Regions from separate parts of the Culex quinquefasciatus genome. Here region 1 is linked to region 2. The links are chromatin contacts, called in public Hi-C maps. All regions are on one chromosome and are shown on one strand. The core of a region is the stretch at or near the end of the contact, and the rest is flanking DNA. Distances in the headings are between cores, read along the strand shown. Region 1 holds the start of LOC6052961 (homeobox protein invected). Region 2 holds the start of LOC6043083 (segmentation polarity homeobox protein engrailed).

Region 1 (3,746 bases), core at 993-3,492, 190 kb after region 2:
GTGCAAGCGATCGCGAAGCGATTTCTAGAACAACCCAGGGCCGGACTTGACCCCTCAAACCAGCATTGCTCAATTCTGGCCAAAGTGAGACTCAAGCTGGTCAATGCACCGTCAACGTAATTGCTGCGGTAACCGGAGACGTCAGTTTTATTGCCCCCCTCTCGCTCTCTCTGTCTCGTTTCACATGACTCCAGGGCTGGCACGACCGTCAGCCGTTTGTTGTCACATGAAGATGAGCGTGCCCGTCTCCTCCTCTTCCATCACCTTGCGCACTTCAGCAGGTTTTCATTTTCATTATCACATCGTCAAGTACCCCCTCGCGCTAATCGTGGCAACGACGGAAACAACCGTATCGGGTCGGAATTTTAAACATTCCTTCATTGTCCGGACGTTCCCCCGGTTTCGCCGTTTTTTCGCGGAATTGCGTCAACAAAAAGCGGGACGCCACTCACCTGAACTAGGACGATCACTGTAGCGGGTACAGTAGACCCAGGCCGGCCACACCATCGGCCCTCCGCTACCACTGGTGGTAGTCGTGCTACCGCTCGTCCCCTCGCCGGTTTTGCTGGAACCGGTCGAGGACTGCGGCGACGCGGGCACATCCACTTCACTTCCACTGGCACTAGAACTGCTGCTGTTGAAGGAGCGGCTGGGGCCGCTACTGTTGGTGCCGCTGCAACCAGCCGCGCTGGTCATGACAGACGTCAGATCCATAGCGGCCGGTGCCGCGGAGGTCGCGGGCTTTTCAGCCGACGGCTTTTTCGCGTAGCTTTTTCCGCTTCTTTTTAGCGGATCCGTAATGCGGCGGCCAAAGTCCGCCTTCAGGATGTTGTCGATGCTGAACTTGAGGTTCTGGTCGTTGAGCGCAATGTTATTGTTCAGCTGGAGCAGATGGGCCGCGTGGTTGCCGGCTTGGAGCTGGTTGTTGGGTGGCGATTGGGAGCTTTCCCGGGAGGTCATACTGGTTAGGCTGGATGGGGAGGTCAGCTTGCTGATGTCACTGTTGAGGTTCTGCGTGATCTGCGAGATGGCACTCAGGTGCGAGTGGATCCCGCGGAACGAGGAAGACTCCGGAGGTGACCGGACGCTTCGTTCGTCCGACCAGCGGTTCGGATCCGGATAGAGATCTCCCACGCCTCGTATGTGCGGTCGAAAGCCTAATTTTTGCTCTTCCGTGAACATTGGCTTGCCGGGACTTCGGTTGTCCTGCAACCGGGTCACCAAACCGAGCGTTGGATCCAACGGTTTGGGACTCAGGTTAAGTCCCCGAGCCGCGGCCACAATCTGCATCTGCTGGCGCATCAACTCTTCAGCGTACAGCTGCGAATTTCTTAGGAACTCCTCGTGCAACCTCGTCGGACTTGGCCGCATCACCGGTATCTTCATGTACTCTTCCGACGGCTCCTTTGAACTCGAATACCGCGACGAATCGTTACTCACTTCTTCACCCACTTCAACGCTGTGTCTATCGATCAACTTTTCTACATCCAGCCCGCCTATCCGCGAACTGGCCACACTTCTGTTCTCGTCACCGTTCATCGTTTTGTCACTTCCGTCCAGGTCCACTTCCTGTCCGACGGACAGCTCACTATCCTCACTACAACAGCTCATCCGGTCATCTTCCTTGGGCTGACCGCCGGCCATCATCATCACCGACTCCGGACTAGACCGGGCCTCACTAACCGGACTGCTACGTTCCGTCGGTCCACTTCCGTACAGCACTTCCTTCCCGAGCAGCCCAGACATCATCAACCCGGTCTTGGCCAAGCTGGCCTTCAACGGCAACGGAATCAACGGCAGATTGTGTGACATGATGGTGGCCATCGCTACTGCATAACTCCGTCGGTTCGCAAACACTCGAGAGAAAACCGGAACCCTACCGGGAACAATAGTCGAAAGCGGTCCGCTCACCGGCTCTGTCACGGAACAATTGCGACCCGAAAGGATTATCGGTAATTAAATTCGCACCGTGTCACCAACACGATACCCAAGGGACCGCGGCAACAACAACAGAAAGAAGAAGAAAAACTAGTGTTATTATGTCTGTTACTATTTACCCCGCTTGCCCACCCCCGCACGCATACACACACACGTAACACGAACTACCAGAACGCTCCCCAAAACGGTTCCGAGCGGGGCAGGTGGGACGGAACAGGCGCGGCGACGGCGCGGAAAACCCTAGACGCAAACCGGCGACGGCACTTGACTGGGCACGGGCGTTCGGAATGGTCGTTCCATCACGGTACACGTAGACCAACTGAAAGTGGCCCCAACCGAACGTGCTCTCTCAAGTGGTAGTAGGCGTCGTCCCGTTCGCTAGTGTGCGTGCGTTGGGGATCGCAGCAAGCGAGCGCGATGCGGGCGTGGCCTGCACCGCGAAGCAGTGTGGGTGAAAAGGGAAACAAAAGAGAACTTGAACACAATGAAAGAGCGCGCGCTCTCGTTTTACGCGCTCTCTCTGTTTTATCGATTCTTCTTTCGGCACGATGAATTGAGGGGGGTTTGCTCTCATTCTCGCTCACGCCACGCTCAATAAGCCTAGCTCTTTCGCTCTCACTAAAAGGGCGCTACGCCCCTCACCGTGACGCCAACTTTGATCCCAAAAGGGCGAACGGGGAGAGCCCCCGCTCTAATAAGCTTCACAACAATTCCAGTTGGATTCCGATGAAGCCCTTTGCGTGTATTTGTGAGCGTCGCGGTTTGTGTGAGTGGCGGGGGGAGCACCAAAATGAAAATGTTTCTCTGTTTATTCAAACATTATGAAGCATTTATGTTATATGTTGTTCCCTTTTGCTTTCCTGATCGTTCTACCCCCACTCGTCTCGGCTTTCCTCAACCCAATGAAGCATAACCGGGGGGTTGTCCACCCTTTTGGAGCAGTTTATTCTCTGGTAAATCTGGATCGTTTGTGGACGACCGAGGGACATGGAGCGAGGACCGAGGAGGGGAACTTTTATCGTGTTGAAGAACCACTTTGCACCGAGACTCGGGACTCGTTGGCATGTTACGTTGAATAAATGTTTCACGTTGTCTCGCCCCTCGGCCACCCCTTTTCAGATGACGATGATGATGATTATGATTAAGATTTGATGGTTTCGTTCGTTTTTTTTTCGGGGGGAATATCGTAAAGATGGGAAATCGGGAAGAAGAGTCTCACCGAACAAGGACTGGTTTGCACGATTTAATTTTCGAAAGTGGCCGCGCGATGTTCTGGGAAAACGAGGACTTGTTTGTTCGGTACAAGTGGTGGTTTCCCAGCAGGTTAAGAATGACCCAAGTCTCTGAGGAACGAGTTACGAATACTCTACTGTAGCTGTTAAACGATTGGATGTCAAATCGCAACAGTTGTCAAAGCTACACGCTTATCAATTTTGGGTAAACTGGACGTAATGCTAAAACGGAAAAAAACTCTCACCGAAAAAAGAGAAAAAAAAACGGACATAAACAAGCCGCCTGTTTTGAAAATATTTGCGGGCCCACATGCGGTGCCAAACGCCGTAAATTATCCCGGCTAATCCTGTTGGGCAAATTAGAGATGCTTACAAGTCGGTAGAGGACAAAAATGTCATAACAAAAAAAACTGAGGCAGGTACACACATCAGCGGGTCCTAGCCACCGACCGTAACGAATCGATGAAGGTAACTTTCGGTACGGTTTGTCCTTTTCCTTTAAAAAAAAAGGTAAGACAGTGTTTTGAAAACAAGGCTGGATTTGTTGTTGAAATTTGATGTGTGTGTTTGGGCTTG
Region 2 (4,153 bases), core at 292-2,791:
ATAATTTCGATTTTGTTTGGAAGTTTAAAAAAAGCTGTAATTTGGATCATTTTACTATAAAACGTTTGATTAAATACAAATAAAAAATGCTTTATGTTACAACAAATTTAAGCGCATTCCTAATTATTTGGTTATTATCAACTATTCCTTGGCCTTTCTGTTAATTTGTCAAATCTAACACCATTCCATTAGTCTTCATCAGCTTTTTCGCCGGCCCTCCCAAAATGACCAAATTTGATTGCCAATAAATAACCTTTACGGCCCAATCAATTCTGCCGTCTAGGCCCCATTACTGACCAGGCTGGCCACTCACGCGAAAAATTTCACCCCGTCCAAGCCACGCATCAATCCCGATCCCGCGTAATTGATTTGCACCTTTGTCGGGCCGACGCGTCGCGTCCCGGCAAAAAACTTCAAACCTTGGCCGTGAAGCGGCGCTGCCGTCGGCACCACCTTCTCATAATTAGCATATATGCAGATAATGATTTAATAAATTGACGACCACCGCGCCACATCCATCGCGAATGACAGCTTAATTTTTTGTCCCGTCCCCGCCCCCCTCCTTGCCACAAGTTTTGCCGAAGAGTTTGAAGTGATTAGTTTTTGACAGCTCGAAAACCGAGCGACTGACAAACGGTGGACTCCCAAGCTCTCGCAACGCTAATTGAATACACATAACCTACCGCAGCGCAGCGCAGCGGATCGGACTCTCTTCAATTGTTTGCCCGATGCAGGTCCGACTTGTCGGAGCGACGCGGCTTGAAGAGAGACGAGGTTCGCTTGCACACATATATTTACATTAAGTAGTTAATTTTGAAATTATACAATTATAAAAATAACATCTCGATTTGCCCGGCGCAGCGGCCGCGCCGCAACATGGGTGGTCGCGGGTTCGATTCCCTCTCCAACCGGACAAAACGAGCAGCAAAAAAACCGACCTAATCCCACGCGACCGAGGGGTGGGGTTAGCGCGAAGAGAAGAGAGCGAGAGAGATTGAGCGAACGAATCTTGATTGAAGTAATAAAGTTGTATGAATGTAGCGGCATACCGATCGCGCGAAAGCGTACACCCAAACGACGAACGTCGTGTGGGAAATGTGAACAGCGAAAAAGGGAACTAAGCCCGACGTCACGCACACAATCGAGACAGGCGAGCGCTCGTGATTCGTTTGTTTGGTCGTGTGCGTGCGCTCGGCCACGCCTACTGCGCAAGCTGTGTGCTGCCACCAATACAAGCAAGGACCAATTAGCACTGAAATATGTCTGTGTTGATGAATTTATTTGTGTTGCGTCTCGCTTGCGCCCAAGGCGCACGGGTTAGGCGGTCTCGCTCTCGCTCGCAGTGGTTGCTGCGGTTTGCGCGTGTGTGCGTTGTGTAAACTGATCCGGCGGACGAGCTCGAGGCTGGGAAAGAGAGCGAGCGATGTGAGCTTGCGGGGGTGAGCGAGATGCAGTGAGTGAGCGTTAATAGAGATACCAGAGTGGAGAAGCTGTGTAGCCTGGGCGCAAAAAACAAACCAGTCAGTTTGGTTGAGCTCTCACTCAGCTGTCAGTCACAGAGGCTCAGATCACAGGTGACATTTGACTATGTCACATCACAATTTATAATAGAAGATAGCTCGTCGCTCGTACGCTCGCTCGTGTTCGCTCTCGAGTGTTTGTGTCGGATTGCCGTGGTCGTCGAAGATCGGATCATCTTTCTCGATTCCGCTTTGGTGCGGCGTTTTCGGACAATTGGGATCAGCCGCGTGTGTTTGTTTTTCGGACTGACGTGATTTTCGGTCCGCACCCTTCGTGTTACTTCGTCGGAGTCGTTCCTCGTGGACGCACACGTGTGTTTGGGCTTAAGGAATTTCTTTGAGTCGCTTGAGTGTTGATGACAAGTTCCAGTGACGATCAAGTGAGATTGCCTAGTGAAGTGTTAGGAGGGATTGAAGTACTCAGTGTGTGAATAACTTTAAAAAAATAAAAACCAAGTGTAAACCAAGTGTAAGCCTAGTGTGAGACTTGAAGTGTCAGTATGGCATTGGAAGACCGTTGCAGTCCCCAGAGTGCACCCAGTCCGCCCCATCACCATCACCACAGCCAAAGTCCGGTCAATTCCGCCACGATGATCAACGGAGTTTCGCCTACCCGCGAAGAGATGTCGCCACTGGTTCCGATGTCTCCAATACACATCAAGCAGGAGGTCGGCGATCAGAGCCCCGCTCCACCACCCCAGCATACCAGCATTTCGTTTTCGATCTCGAACATCCTGAGCGAAAGCTTCGGCAAGGGGCCCCAAACCGCTACCCAGCAGCCGGTTAGTCCCATGGCAAGTCCACCATGCAGCTCAGACTCCGGTAGCCCCAACGGGCCAGCCCCGCACCATCTCCCTCACCATCATCACAGTAGCTTCCATGTTCAGCAACGTGCCCTGGAAAGGCGAGAAAGTCTGTTCCGTCCGTACGACATCAGCAAGTCCCCACGGTTATGTTCCAGCAACGGTAGCAGTAGCCACAACCCGTACCATACGGACAGTGAATCCCAGGACTCGACCTGCTACGAACCCCAAACGGCCGCTGCCGCAGCTACCGCCGCCAGCATGCTCATGTTCAACAACAACAACCCGTACCACCCGCGAATCCCAACCCTGTACGACTTCAGCACCAAAACCATCCCCAGCATAGACCCCCGGAACCCGCTCCTGAACAGCTTCAGCGCCACCAGCTACCCCAAACTGCACGAAGAGATCATCAACAGCCACCGCAAGTTTCAGCAGAAACTGCTGGAGAACCAGGCCAAAGCGGCCGCCGCAGCCTCAATCCACCCGCACTCGATGCCCCCGCTAGGATCCCTCTGTAAAACGGTGTCCCAAATCGGTCAGCACGTAGCCTCGAACCCCGCCCCGTCCAACGACTCGCGTAGTTCCGTGTGCAGCAGTGCCTCGCCAAAGCTGAGCCCGCGACCGATCCCGAAACCGACGGCAACGGTCGCCACGAGCCTGCCCGGAAATGGTGGGGGTGAGAGTCGGGCGAATGGGGATTCCGGAAATCAGAACAACAACAACGATGGTGCCTCGTCGGATGATGCGCGATCGGAGACGGGGAGTAGCAAGGATGGCGAGGGCAACGGAAATCTGTGGCCGGCGTGGGTGTATTGTACGCGGTACAGCGATCGACCAAGTTCCGGTAAGTTTCAGTCACGGTTGATCGATCAGATCTTCATATCTCAACTCCATGACTGTCTGCAGTGCTCATTATGGTTTAGAATTTTGGCTAGGGGTTCTTCTGTAAAGCTCTACCAACTGAAAAAAACCTAAATTGACGGTGTACAAGTTTGGGTTGATCATCCAGATCTTCATGATCTCAACTCTGAAGAGATATTGAGTGCTAAATTTGCTCTAGAATTTTGGATTCCAGTTTTGTTTGGTACACTGAAGTTATCTACCAATTCAAAATGCCGACAGAAACGATGTTATACGCATCGGTTGATCGACCAGATCTCCAATATCTCAACTCCATGACTGCTCAATGAGTTCATTTTGCTTCAAAATTTCTGGATTGAGTTCGGTTAAGTACACTGTAGTTCTGTAAAGTTCAAAAAACTTAAAAGACAGTGTACAAGCTTCGGTTGATCTTCTAGATCTTCAAGATCTTATCTTAAAAACAGTTTAGAGAGATTCAGTCAGCTCAAAAAAGCTCAGTTTAGTTCAGTGTATGTTTGTGAAGCTCTACCCACTCAAGCAACCTTTCAAGACATTGTTTACGTCTCAGTTGATCCTCCAGATCTTCATGATCCAAACTCTAGATCAGCTAGGACAGCTTACTTTGCTACGGGCCAACCGCAAAAAGTTTAGTTTGCTTCAGCGAAGCTACACGACCCTCGCCGCAAAAACATCAGCCTAAACAAGTTACAACCTCTGCTTAACCTTCCCCGAGCCTTAATCTTCTCCCGGGTAATGAGACCTTTAATGATCTCAAAAATTGAGCTACAATGTAATGGCCGCGCTTGCGCGGCTACCCTCCTAAAGAAATTAAGCATTAACCTCGCCATGAATCTTCAGTCGATATTACCTCTACGCGCGGCTTCGCCACTCCCCAGGATAATGACCGATCGTAATCATTTCAATAGCCCAGAAATCCCACCTCGCATGACAGCGCGATCGCCGAGA

Evidence for each region. Hi-C and Micro-C count contacts between places; a contact is called where the count stands out from the background.
Region 1: a contact with region 2 is called in a Hi-C map of whole body, with 7 times the contacts expected there. The contact joins the promoter of LOC6052961 here to the promoter of LOC6043083 in region 2. A contact is called at or near these places in 2 of 2 Hi-C or Micro-C datasets (both in whole body).

What each region holds. Positions count from the first base shown.
Region 1 is chr2:205,912,153-205,915,898 of VPISU_Cqui_1.0_pri_paternal, forward strand. It overlaps LOC6052961 (homeobox protein invected), which reads right to left and starts at 2,243. Exons shown (of 4, transcript XM_038256201.1): 1 at 453-2,243. The coding sequence starts at 1,824.
Region 2 is chr2:205,723,139-205,727,291 of VPISU_Cqui_1.0_pri_paternal, forward strand. It overlaps LOC6043083 (segmentation polarity homeobox protein engrailed), which reads left to right and starts at 1,542. Exons shown (of 3, transcript XM_001855475.2): 1 at 1,542-3,170. The coding sequence starts at 2,021.